Regions from separate parts of the Sus scrofa genome. Here region 1 is linked to region 2. The links are chromatin contacts, called in public Hi-C maps. All regions are on one chromosome and are shown on one strand. The core of a region is the stretch at or near the end of the contact, and the rest is flanking DNA. Distances in the headings are between cores, read along the strand shown.

Region 1 (6,216 bases), core at 1,682-4,181, 95 kb after region 2:
TATGTATGACTAGGTTACTTTGCTGTACAGCAGAAATTGATAGAACAATGTAAATCAACTATAATTAAAATTTTTTAAAACAAATAAAGATTCTTTGGGGCTTGCTTTCCCTTCATTTCTGCATTCCCTCATTTCCCTAGTTAGTAATAGTTTGAATCTGCTCTTTGGAACTCAGGGAAGGTCTAGGAGACTAAAGCCTTTTTTCTACAAACCAAAGGCAGGCAGCCGACATGGGGTGGGGGTCTGCTCCAAGAAGACTCCTAAGTGTCCCACTCCATCACAACAGGCTTGGCAGCATATATGGGAGTATAATAGGAAAGAGTGTGACTTTGAAGGATATTGATCCAGGTCCTAATCCAAGTCCCACAATTTAGTAATTATAACAAATAATAAAAAAACAATCATATGCTTTTTAGCTACCATGTAACCAAAGAAAAATCTAGATATCAATGGTATATTCTCTAAACCTCTAGCACAATATAAGATCCTGTGTGATCTCTTAAAGTAGGAATCGTTTTTTACCCCATCATTCACCCATAGCAATAGTGTTTGCCTGTTATGAATGCATTTAATTGAAATGCATTGAGGGCATTCAATCCTATGTTTTCCAGGTGATATTTTCAAGAACTCAAGCCATGTTTGAGAAGGGATTTAATAAAATAATAAAATATTGCTCAAATTCTTTTGTGAGTAATTATGTGATATATTTTTGGGGTCTTCCTGGATTTCAACTTTCTCCACTCCCTATTCAAGCAACCAACCCTGTGTCCACACCATCATGGAGGAATATGATTCTGCAGGGCCAACATTCAGCAGGTGCCTCGCTGGGGACCAATCTGGTCTGATTGATCAGTGTGTGTATTATATTAGTTATTAAACCTTTTGACTATGGTCACTGTGGCTGCAGGAAACGAAGTCTAGCTGTATTCCAAGGAGAAAGGAAAACGGGCTGCCACCACTACCGTTTTTTAGGAAAGAAAGATGAGGCCCAGAGAAAGCTTAATTATTTTCTTAGGATGTTATTATGGTCAGTAAATTGTAGGTGTGGGATTACAACCAGGATTGGCTTCCTCCAAAGCCATGTTCTTTCCTATTTATATATTGCCTGTATACACCAAGTCCTGTGGGGGTTTTTTAAACTTCTTTCCAGTTTTATTGAGTAATAATTGACATTCATCACTGTGTAATTTAAGGTGTACATCATGATGCTTTGATTTACATATTTTGTGAAATTATTATCACAATAGTTTTAGTTAACATCTGTCATCTCATATAGAAAAGATAAGGGATTCTCCTTGTGATAAGAACTCTTAGGATCTACTCTCTTAACTTTTTGATGGATCAGACAGCGGTGTTAACTAGATTTACCATGTTGCATCTTACATCCCTTGTACTTATTTATCTTATAACTGGAACTTTGTCTTTATTGACCACGTTCCTCCAAGTCCTGCCTTTGAGTCTTCACTTGAAACACCACCATGACCAGCCCTGAATTTCTCTCCGGCTCCTCGTGGACCATGCACCTCCAGCAGCCTCCTCCCTCCCCCTGCTTCAGCTTCCTCCTCTTTGTGGGTCCCTCCATCTTCCCAGCCTAAGAACTTCCTCAAGTTTCTTCTACCCTTAGCTTTTTTCTTACATGCCTCCCCAAGCCACACACACTGGAATCTACCTTCTGCCATCACCATGCATCTGAAACCTTTTCAATAAGTCAGGGATTCTTAACCAACCCACTCTAAATGGAGACATAATTTATAAGAACTAATTACCAGACCCTGTACACATATTAACTCATTCCCTCCTCCAAAAAACCCATTAAGATGCTATGATTTCCCACATTTTACAGGTGAGGAAACCAAGGCTCAGAAAGTTTATATAACCCTGACTTGCTCAGGATCATAGAGCAATTAAATAGCAGAGCTAGACTGGAATAAAGGTTGGACTTACTGCGACGTTCGTGTTCCTGCCACTCCACTACAAAGCCACTACTCAGCCCACAATGACCTGTCTTTTCCAGGGACTCTCAGGGAGACTTGCCAAGCTAGAGACCCTATCAACAACAATGAAGGAGTCAAATATGTTTCTGGGGGTGGCAAGACAAACATCCACTAGGAACTAGCTCTTGTCTTTAACTACTTTTGCCTCTCCCCTAATAGCCAGTCTTTCTCAAACAGGTGGCTTTGTAGTGAAATATCCACCAAACAAGAAGAAAGAATTGGGGGTGGTTTGCTTCATCCAAACCATCTCTTCTTATGCTTCTTCCCCGTCTCCTCCACCCTGGGGTATATGGAGTGGCGGGGGAGGGGGAGGGCATTTTCCTTTCTAGAATTTTTTTTTTTTTTTTTGCTTTTCAGGGCCACGGGTGCAGCATATGGAAGTTCCCCCACTAGGGATCGAATTGGAGCTACAGTTGCTGGCCTATGCCACAGCCACAACAATGTAGGATCCTAGCGAGGCCAGAGATTGAACCAGCATCCTCATGGATCCTAGTCGGGTTTGTTACCACTGAACCACAAAGGGAACTCATTCCTTTCTAGAATTAATGAAAGTGAGTGGAGAGAGGCTGGCTTGGCCAGAGACATTATAGGAATATCCATGTTTTACATTTGGTTGCACCAGTATCCTGGTGTGGGACCCCCAGCACTCACTACGTCCCTGTGCGTGGGTGCCCCCATTGTGCAATATGATCGGTAGCAGCCGGTTCTCTGCAAAGAAATTTTATTGAAAGATATCTGCAGGTTGTATTCACTGTTGCATTGTTGTCACATGCAGTGACCTTCATAAATGGCTTTGGGAAAGTCACGAGGGAATAATGGAGGTGGTTAGTGTTTTTTTTTTTCCCCTCCTCCCTTATTAGAACCTGCTCTGATTCGCTGGAGAAAGTTATGCAATCACCAGGAAATGTGTTCTGTGCTCCCACATGCTCCCCAAATGTAAACAAGCAGGTCAACAACCCCAGTGTTGTAATGTTTCAGTCTGAAATCTTCTTGTATAACCCAGCAGGGCCATTTGTCCTTTTGGAGAAGGGCAAACAGTACATGGCAGCAGGAATCAACCAGGGCCCTAGAGCACTGAGGCAGAATCAGGAGAACCTGGAGGAGACAGAGGCTGAAGACAATTAAAATCAGCATCTAAATTGGCTCCCAACCCTGGGTAAAAGTCCCAGAGAGAAACTTATATCATGAAATTAATCGCCATCCTTTTCCTTTGCTCCAGGCTGCTACCAAGTTTAACTCAGGAGTCTTCGCAAGAAATTGACTGCAACCACCAAGATGTATTTAAGGCTGTGGACACGGCTTTGAAGAAATATAACAGTGGAAACAAAAGTGGCAACCAGTTTGTATTGTACCGAATAACCGAAGTCACCAAAATTGTGAGTGAGCTGGGTTTAACTTTGAGGTCATTTGGGGTTTGTGCTGTCACTTGGGAGCCCAGGCACCCCCCTCCCCCGCACCACACACATCTGGGGTGAAGGGAAGGGTGTGACTAGTCCTGGGTGATCAGAGCAGCACTTTTCCAGGGTGAAATCAAACAAGCAGATGAAGTAATTTGAAAGAGACTATGCAGTCGATGAACCTAGGAACTTGGCTACCAGCAAGAGGGTTTACTGGGTAACTAGCCCTAGACTAAAATATAGACCTTTAGACTTCGGGGGAGGGGGGTACTTCAGGTGGTACAGCTGAAAACATACCGTATGATCTGAATTATATATGGTATCTTAAAAATTCTAACTCGGGGTTCCCTTGTGGCGCAGCGCGTTAAGGACCTGGCATTGTCACTGCAGCAGCCTGGGTTGCTGCTGTGGAGCCAGGTCTATCCCTGGCCCAGAAATTTCCACAGACTATGGGTGCAGCAAAATAATAAATAAATAAATAAAATAAAAATAAAAAATAAAAATTCTAACTCACAGACACAGAAAGCAGAATGGTGTTTGCCAGGGACTAGGAGATGGGGGAAATGGGGAGATGCTGGTCGAAGGGTATCAACTTATAAGATGAATAAGTCCTAGGGATCTAAAGTATGGTGTGGTGATTATAATTAATACTGTATTGTATACTTGAAATTTGCTAAATGACTAGATCTTAAATAGTCTCACTGGAAAAATAAAAGTAACTATGTGGGGTGATAGGTATGTTAATGAGCTTATTTGTGGTAGTGGTTGCAAAATGTATATGTGTATCAATTCATCACTACTGTACACCTTAAAGATAGACAATTTTTACTTGAAAATTATACCTCGGTTAAGCTGGGGGAAAGGAGTCGTATGTCTAAAAGGAATTATAAATGGGATTAACTTGGTTCTACTGCACTGGACAAAATATCTACCGTGAAGTCTGTATGACTGATGCATCAAGGTAACAGCCAAGTTCTAATTGGTTTTTAGTAGATTTTTTATTTCTATTTTATTTATTTATTTATTTATTTTTGTCTTTTCTAGGGCTGCACCCATGGCATATGGAGGTTCCCAGGCTAGGGGTCTAATTGGAGCTGTAGCCGCCGGCCTATGCCAGAGCCACAGCAACGCAGGATGTGAGCAGCGTCTGTGACCTACACCACAGTTCTCGGCAACGCCGGATCCTTTACCCACTGAGTGAGGCCAGGGATTGAACCTGTGTCCTCATGGATGCTAGTCAGATTCGTTAACCACTGAGCCATGACGGAACTCCTTTAGCATTTTTTTTTTTAATCACATATTGATGCACTCAGGATGGAGACAAACCCTGACAGGGTGTGTGACTTTAAGAAATGCAGTCTTGGGAGTTCCCGTCGTGGTACAGTGGTTACCAAATCCGACTAGGAACCATGAGGTTGCGGGTTCGGTCCCTGCCCTTGCTCAGTGGGTTAACGATCCGGCGTTGCCGTGAGCTGTGGTGTAGGTTGCAGACGCGGCTCGGATCCCGCGTTGCTGTGGCTCTGGCGTAGGCCGGTGGCTACAGCTCCGATTCAACCCCTAGCCTGGGAACCTCCATATGCTGCAGGAGCGGCCCAAGAAATAGCAACAACAACAACAACAAAAAGACAAAAGACAAAAAAAAAAAAAGAAAAAAGACAAAAAAAAAAAAAAAGAAATGCAGTCTTTCCTGTGACTGTAGCGTAGGCCAGCAGCTACAGCTCTGATTCGAGCCCTAGCCTGGGAACCTCCATATGCTGCCAGCGCAGCCCTAAAAAGACAAAAAAAAAAAAAAAAAAAAAAAAAGGTAATCTTTCAGTAGTTTGTTAAATGAATTTCACTATAAAACATTGTGTTTCTGTGATAGTTAAGTAGTTGATTACTTAGGTAGGGGTAAAAATCACAGCCATTTGACATTATAAGGAAAAAGGAAAAAGCTCAGGGTCGTATTTTGTTTTGCTTTTTTTCTTAAAGTAACATCCACCCTTTCTTTAGGGCAGCACCTGTGGCATATGGAAGTTCCCAGGCTAGGGATCGAATTGGAGCTGCATCTGCAGCCTACACCACAGCCACAGCAATGCTGGATACTTAACCACTGATCAGGGCCAGGGATTGAACCTGCATTCTCATGGATACTAGTCAGGTTCATTACCACTGAGCCAGAATGGGAACTCCAAGTCCAGCCTTTCTGTTTCACAAAATTGTGTAATTGTGTGAATTGTGGTATTCTTAAGCAACAGTTAGTATTGGCGGATATCCACGGCAAATATGTTTTTTATTCTAAAATATCTATACAGAGCTCCTGTCGTGGCACAGTGGAAACAATCCAACTAGGAACCGTGAGGTTACGGGTTTGATCCCTGGGCTCGCTCAGTGCATTAAGGATCTGGCATTGCCCTGAGCTGTGGTTTAAGTTGCAGATTGGCTTGGATCTAGTGTTGCTCTGGCTGTGGTGTAAGCCTGCAGCTGTAGCTCCGATTCGACCCCTAGCCTGGGAACCTCTATATGTCGCAGGTGTAGCCCTAAAAAGACGAAAAAAGACCAAATATATATATATCTATACATATTTGTAAATAGTATATTATGAACATTCTTCCAAGTAAATATTTATAAACTTTCAATAATTTTAATAAAGGTTTTGCCCTAATTGAATCAAATCAAGATTAAATATTCATAACTGTACCAGTTCCCACTCAAATGCTGTTGGGTCAGTCAGATGAAACCAAGGTGTCTTTGGTTGCTGTTTTTCAGGATAATCCTGACATATTTTATTCCTTCAAGTACGAAATCAAGGAGGGCGACTGTCTTGTTCAAAGTGACAAAACCTG
Region 2 (6,719 bases), core at 3,507-6,006:
TCTCCTGTGTCTATACAGGCTAACTGAAGGCAAAGACCAAATCGTAGTGACGCTGGAGCCCCACCCTCCACCCCATGGTACCTTTCTCTCCTTTCAGTTCTAGTTTGTTATTGGGGTTATCAAGAGCTCCCATTTATGCATGGCACACTGAGTGCCAGGCCCTGTGCTGAGCGTTTGCAAATGTTATCCCATTCAATCCTTAGCACATCCTTACTAGCCAGATTTTACTGTCCATATTTAACAGATGAAGAAATTAAGGCTCAGCATGATTAAATCTCTAGTGAGGTCACATAGCTAGCAAACAGTGACATCAGGGTCTGTTCCGACTCTATGTGGGGGCTCCTGATCACGCTGAGCTGCTCTCATGCCCTTGCTTTCCACCCTCTGCCCTCCCTCCACCTTCTTCACCCTGCCTTCCTGCTAGATGCTCCATCCTCACACTGCCTCAATCTCTATTAGAATCTGAGTCCTAGAGGCTCAGTTGTTACTTAATAACCCACCCAACCACCAAATGATTGGGCTGCCTGTTGCACAATCCCAGCACAGAAGGGGAAAATTGCCCACATTCCCTATGCTGACCCTATGATCAGCATATTTTTTTAATGGCCAAGCCCACAACGTATGGAAGTTCTCGGGCCAGGGATTGAATCTGAGTTGTAGCTTCACCCTAGGTTGCAGCTGCAGCAATACCAGATCCTTTAACCCACTGTGCTGGACCAAGGATTGAACTCAACCCAAGATGCTGCAGTCGTATACTTAACCCACTGGGCCAGAATGGGAACTCTGATCAGCATCTTTTCTTTCTTTCTCTCTTTCTCCTTTCTTTCTTTTCTTTCTTTCTTTCCCTATTTATTTTTTCTTTGTTTGTTTGTTTCCCTTTTATAGTCATACCTGTGGCACACAGAAATTCCTGGGCTAGGGGGCAAATCAGAGCCATATCTGGAGCCTATGCCACGGCCAAGACAACACCGGATCTGATCTGCACCTGCAACCTATGTCACAGCTTGTGGCAATATCAGATCCTTAACCCACTGAGGGAGGCCAGGAATCAAACTCACATCCTTATGGACACTGTGTCAGGTTCTTAACCACTGAGACACAATGGGAACTCCTCTTTTCAATTTCAAGTTGTCATCTTCCAATGTTCTAACGGAAACTCCAGAAACAGACTTTTCACATCCCTAAGTGTTTTCTAGAGACCAGACAGCAAGCAGTGAAAAAAGCTACAAACTGAGAGCCTTTCTGGATTCCAGATGAGTGGAGACTCCGTCCCCACTTACAGATCTTCCACTGGCCCCATACATGTTCCATCTCAGCAGACAAGAGGTCTGATCAAGGCAATCCATGGAAAAGAATGGCCTCTCTGTTGATTTCACTGTTAATCCTTCACAGAGTCCAGACAAGTCTCTGGAAACTAGGAGAAACCCTCTTGTCCAACCAGTGGCAAGTGGCCTGTCCCCTCCTCCCTTGGTATTTGCTGACCTGTCCTTCGCTGGTGCACACATGTGCAGGCACAAGTCCACACTGCTCAGCTATATTGTTTGACTCCCAATCACAAGGCAGTTGATTTTTTTTTAATTGAAGTACTGTTGATTTACAATGTTATATTATTTTCTGCTGTACAACAAAGTGACTCAGCTCTACATATATAACAAATAAGGTGTGTGTGTGTTTATATACATATATATATATATATATATATGGTGATTCATCTTATTTTTAAAACATTGCCAGTTTTGTCTATTCAATAAATGATGAGGTGGTCTCAAAACTAAGTCACTTGAGGGAGTTCCCTAGTGGCCTTCTAGTTAAGGATTCAGCCTTGTCTACTGTGGCTTGGGTTCAATGTCTGGCCTGGGAACTTCCATATGCTGCTGGCACAGCTTTAAAACAAACAAACACCAAACAAACAAACAAAACACTAAGTCATTTGAGAAGCAGAAGGAACAGAGATGAAGGCGGCCAGAGAAGGGTGGCAGGTTATAGCACAGATGTCTCTCAATGCCTAAAGTCTAACATATGGGCCCAGGAATGGATTTAGTCTATATAGTTCCTAAGTGGAGAATCTGCATCCATTGATGAGGTTACAAGGTAGGCAGGTGTTGATAGGAAGGAAACTAGTAACTTCCTATTTACTAGAGAGATTCAATAATAAAAGGACTGCCAGAGTGGTGGAGAGATGCCTGTATCTGAATGTCCTCAGGCAGACTCCAGACACTGGAAGGAGCCTCTGCGGTGAGTGGCAGGCTGGCCACGAGCCTCTCACTGATCATGTATGTAGCTCAGTCTGTGCCGGGCAGGAGGCAGGTGCTGAGGATAGAAGACTGAAAATGACATGGACACTGCTGTCCTCCAAGAACCCTCTCAACTCAGCATTGTGTTCTCCTGCATGGGGCAGGCTGAGGGCAGGAACCACAGCTCACACTTCTCTAGTAGGGGCCCAAGAGCCAGCAGAGTGTTGTGGAGCCAGGCCCAACAGTGAGTATCTGAAGACAGGAATGCCACCTTCCACCTGTGCATCCTTAGCGCCCAGCACAATGTGTCTAAGAAATAGTTTTGACGTTAACACACATGTGTCCAGAGAGTACTCAGTACAAGTCAATAAATGGATCCAAAGAACCTACAATGTTGGCTCACTGTCAAAAGGGCCCATTCCAACCCCAGTCATCTGCATGATGGATAAAGAAGGGCCCACATTTACAAAGGTGCCACGAGTTTCTTGATTCCAGCGGCCTCAGTATAACCATAGGACCCTTGGACGGCAAGGCCACAGCTCCTCTGAACATCTTGGTGTCCAAGGGTCCCTGATGGCATGCCAAGGGGCTCCTTAAAAGGTGATGGTTTCCTCTCTCATCGTCTGTCTTGTCTGAAGAGAGCCGCTCACTCATTCTGAAGATATCAAAAGTTGATGACAGAAGCCAGCAGGCGAGATGGATGTGATTCTCCACATTGATCAGCATCCCCCAGGAAAACATTTAACCCAAAGTCATGTAATCATTTACCTTTGATTTACTTCCTAAACCTGAGGTAGACATCGTTTCAACACCATCTGAGTCATCACTAAAGTCAACAGGTGAAAGTCTCTCCTGCAAAATTGATCTTTAGGTATTTTCCACTGACTGAAATTGGGTGGGCAAACTAATTTTTTTTAATTCTTTTAATTTTTAACCAAACGATATATTTTTTTCTGTTGCTTATGCTTTTCTTCAAATTCAGCATACAGCTATGTTTCCTGTTGTTAAGAATAATGACTTGCTTGCTTTTAGGCAGTGCCCAGGAGCCAACCTCTTCAGCTTTTTTTTTTTTTTTTTTTTTTTGGCCTTATTTTCTTTTGGTTTGAGGTTAATGGAGACAAAGTGATGGGGCTCAATCCAGGCTCTACCACTGTGAGATATGGGCGAGGTGCAGAACCTCTCTGAGGCCCTGTTTCTTCTTCTATAGAGGAGGGAAGATGAGAACAACACCCCTCTTGGGGACTTATGAGGATTAAAGCACAATGCCTTTTACAGAGTAAGGAATCTATATCCTTTGCTCTGATGAAGAGGTTTTCCCAAGGAGGAGCAGTTCCAGCCTCAGAAAGGGCACAGCTCCCCATCCTTCGTTAACCCTAAAATGATTCCCTCTTTTGTGAGGGAATGCGTGGGTGTCAAGGCCACATTAAGTGGTATACAATAGGAAGTCTTCTTCCAAACAAAAGAGAATGGAAGGTTTCCCATGATTTCTTCTGTGATCATGAAAGGCTCCTGCAAGGGTCATTGTGTTCTTGAGGCTGATTTCACACAGAGAACCAACTGCCAAAAGGTTAAAAAAAAATTCTTGAAAGAGTAGAAAGATTTAATGAAGTACAAACTTTTTTTCTATTCTGCATTTAGATTATGTCTCTTTCCCAGGGCTGGGTCTAGGATCCAGCAAGGAACAGGACTAAAACACGTACTTTAAGGAGTGTGACCCTGAGAATGAGCATCTCGTTAAATCTGGCAACTTTGCTCTCTCCCTTGCCCCACCCTACTCCAGGCTTTGCTTTTCCCCGTTTACCCCTCAAATGTGTTTCTTTTCAGAGTTTGGCAGGTCATGGCTATGAGGACAGGATTGGGGAAAAGCCTGCTGTGCTCTTTCTCCACCCAAAGAAAGGAAGTAATCACCTCTGGTCACTTGGGTTTAATAATTTTTACCATGCTTTGCTCAGGTCAACGTCTCTCAACTTTGGGGCCTTAGCACCAAGTACAAAGCGCTCTTCGAAATGCCTTCCAGGGCAGCTGGTGCTCAGTTACCTTCACAAGAAATCTGGTGGGTCCTGGGAGAAGGGTCATTTGCATTCCATTGACCGATGTTTTACAGTGGAGGTAGAAACCCCAATATGTCTCCACAGGACAGGCATCATAATCATTTCATAGAACTTACAGTTCTTGGTTCATCAGATGTTCCTGGACCAGGTGAGTCAAGCTAAGCTCCTTTAGTGCAGATGGTGTTTTCTCATCACTCTGCCTCCAGGCACCTAATATCACTGATAGTACATAGTCAATAAATACCCATAGGAATGAAGAAACACCAGGCTTATCAGAAATCATTATTCAGTTTCTTAGAGCCTAGGCCCTTTAAGTACCAGAAAGGGCAGAGCCAGGAATCTGGCCCAATGATTTAAACACCAACCACTGCTACTTCCTCCCTGCAAAAACCAATGGATCCTCTGGCTTTTGCTGACGTGTTCTTGTTCATGTCCTGTTCTGTGAGAGGCTGAGTTCCTAGCTCTCATTGCCTGACTTGATATTTCACCCCCTTCTAACTCTACCCTTCCCTTCTGAGACCCAGGTCTGCCAGCAGGGCCCCAGCAGAAACAGCCCCCAGCAACTCTGGCCCTCTGCTTGCCATGATCCTTCTTGTCTTGGCTCCTGACTGGCAACTATCAAGGCTGACGTCTGCCTTGGAATAGGTGGAATGCATCGCCGCCCTAGTGGAGAGCCCTTCTGACAAATTCAAAGAACCTGGTACCATCCCCAGCTGCCATCTTGGAACTCCGCCATCAGCTGCCTGGGGCTCCACACAGCAAGCACTGCCTGGCACCCTGCTGCCTTCTTCTGGAGGTTGTTGGTCCTCTTCTTCTTAGATCTGTGGGACTGCTCTTTCCCCCTGCCTCTAACCAGCCCCTGACATCCTCAATACTCTACATCTTAATCATCATCATCATCATCATTTTGACTGCACCCTCAGCATGTGGAATTTTCCAGGCCAGGGATTGAACCCGCACCACAGCAGCGATCCAAACCACTGCAGTGACAGTGCTGGATCCTTAATTCACTGCACCTTAGCGGGAACTCCAAGACTTTTTTATTTTATTTTATTTTATTTTATTTTATTTTATTATGTTGTCTTTTGTCCTTTTTTTAGGGCTGCTCTCATGGCATACGGAGGTTCCCAGGTTAGGGGTCCAGTTGGAGCTATTGCCACCGGCCTACGCCACAGCCACAGCAATGCCAGAGCTGAGCTGCGTCTGCAACCTATACCACAGCTCACGGCTACGCTGGATCCTTAACCCACTGAGAGAGGCCAGGGATCGAACCCACAACTTCATGGTTCCTAGTTGGATTTGTTTCTGCTGCGCCATGACGGGAACTCCTCCAAAACTTGTTTTAATGCAGTAACATGGGCCTCAAAGAAAAATGCACAGATAAGTCATTAAGATAATGACAGGAACTACAGACCAGAAAAAGGAATAAATCCTTATCTTCTATTGGTATGCAAAGAAGTTGGAGCTGAGTGGATGAAATTGACTCAACATCACTCATAGGTATGTGCGTTCAGCGTGAGAAAATCTTTCAAAGTCTGAAAGTGGTGTCATCAGACATGGTGAAATATCCTGAACCTTCCTTGGGCATCCTTTGCTATGGCTTTCTTGGAAAACATACTGAAAGATCATCTTTTTTCTTCATTGTCAGTAAGTAAATGGAAACCTTTCTTTCTCCAACTGAAAAATGAGACTATTTTATTCAGCTTGATACCAAACCTATATTAGTTTGCAAATTAAACATATGGAATAGTTGAGATCAAACCAAAGATATTCGTAAAATATATTAAAAAGGAGTTCTGATGATTTTCCCATATCTCAGTTTCCACCAAAGTCAGCATGGAAGCAGCAGAGGAAAAGAGAAAACAGCTGACCAGGCAAAACACTCCAATTAAATGGCAGGGGTAGAAATTCATGTATCCTTTCTGATAGGCAATTTGGCCAGAGAAATTAAAAGTTTTTAAAATGTCCTCATCAAATCCTGTGAAATTGGATTGTGATGATCATTATACAACCACAGATGTGATAAATTGAGTAATAAAAAAAGAGAAAAATAAAATAAAATAATAAAATAAAATGTTCACATCATATGAACCAATAATTTCACTAATAAGACTTGATACTGGAGTTCCCGTCGTGGTGCAGTGGTTAACAATCCGACTAGGAACCATGAGGTTGCGGGTTCGATCAGTGGGTTAAGGATCCGGCATTGCTATGAGCTGTGGTTTAGGTCGCAGACGCAGCTCAGATCCCACATTGCTGTGGCTCTGGCATAGGCTGGCAGCTACAGCTCCGATTAGACCCCTAGCCTAGGAACCTCCATATGCCACGGGAGCGGCCCAAGAAATGGCAAAAAGACAAAAAAAAAAAAAAAAAAAAAAAGACTCGATCCTGAAAATGTAACTAGAGAACCAAAGATTCCTGAATAGAAAATGTA

What was found. Hi-C and Micro-C count contacts between places; a contact is called where the count stands out from the background.
Region 1: a Hi-C map of liver shows a contact between it and region 2, with 2.2 times the contacts expected there. The contact joins the promoter of KNG1 here to the promoter of AHSG in region 2. A contact is called at or near these places in 1 of 5 promoter capture datasets (liver) and 4 of 47 Hi-C or Micro-C datasets (all in liver).

What each region holds. Positions count from the first base shown.
Region 1 is chr13:124,518,345-124,524,560 of Sscrofa11.1, forward strand. It overlaps KNG1 (kininogen-1), which reads left to right and starts at 2,932. Exons shown (of 10, transcript XM_013988208.2): 1 at 2,932-3,370; 2 at 6,140-6,216. The coding sequence starts at 3,179.
Region 2 is chr13:124,421,557-124,428,275 of Sscrofa11.1, forward strand. It overlaps AHSG (alpha-2-HS-glycoprotein), which reads left to right and starts at 4,757. Exons shown (of 8, transcript XM_005652369.3): 1 at 4,757-5,081.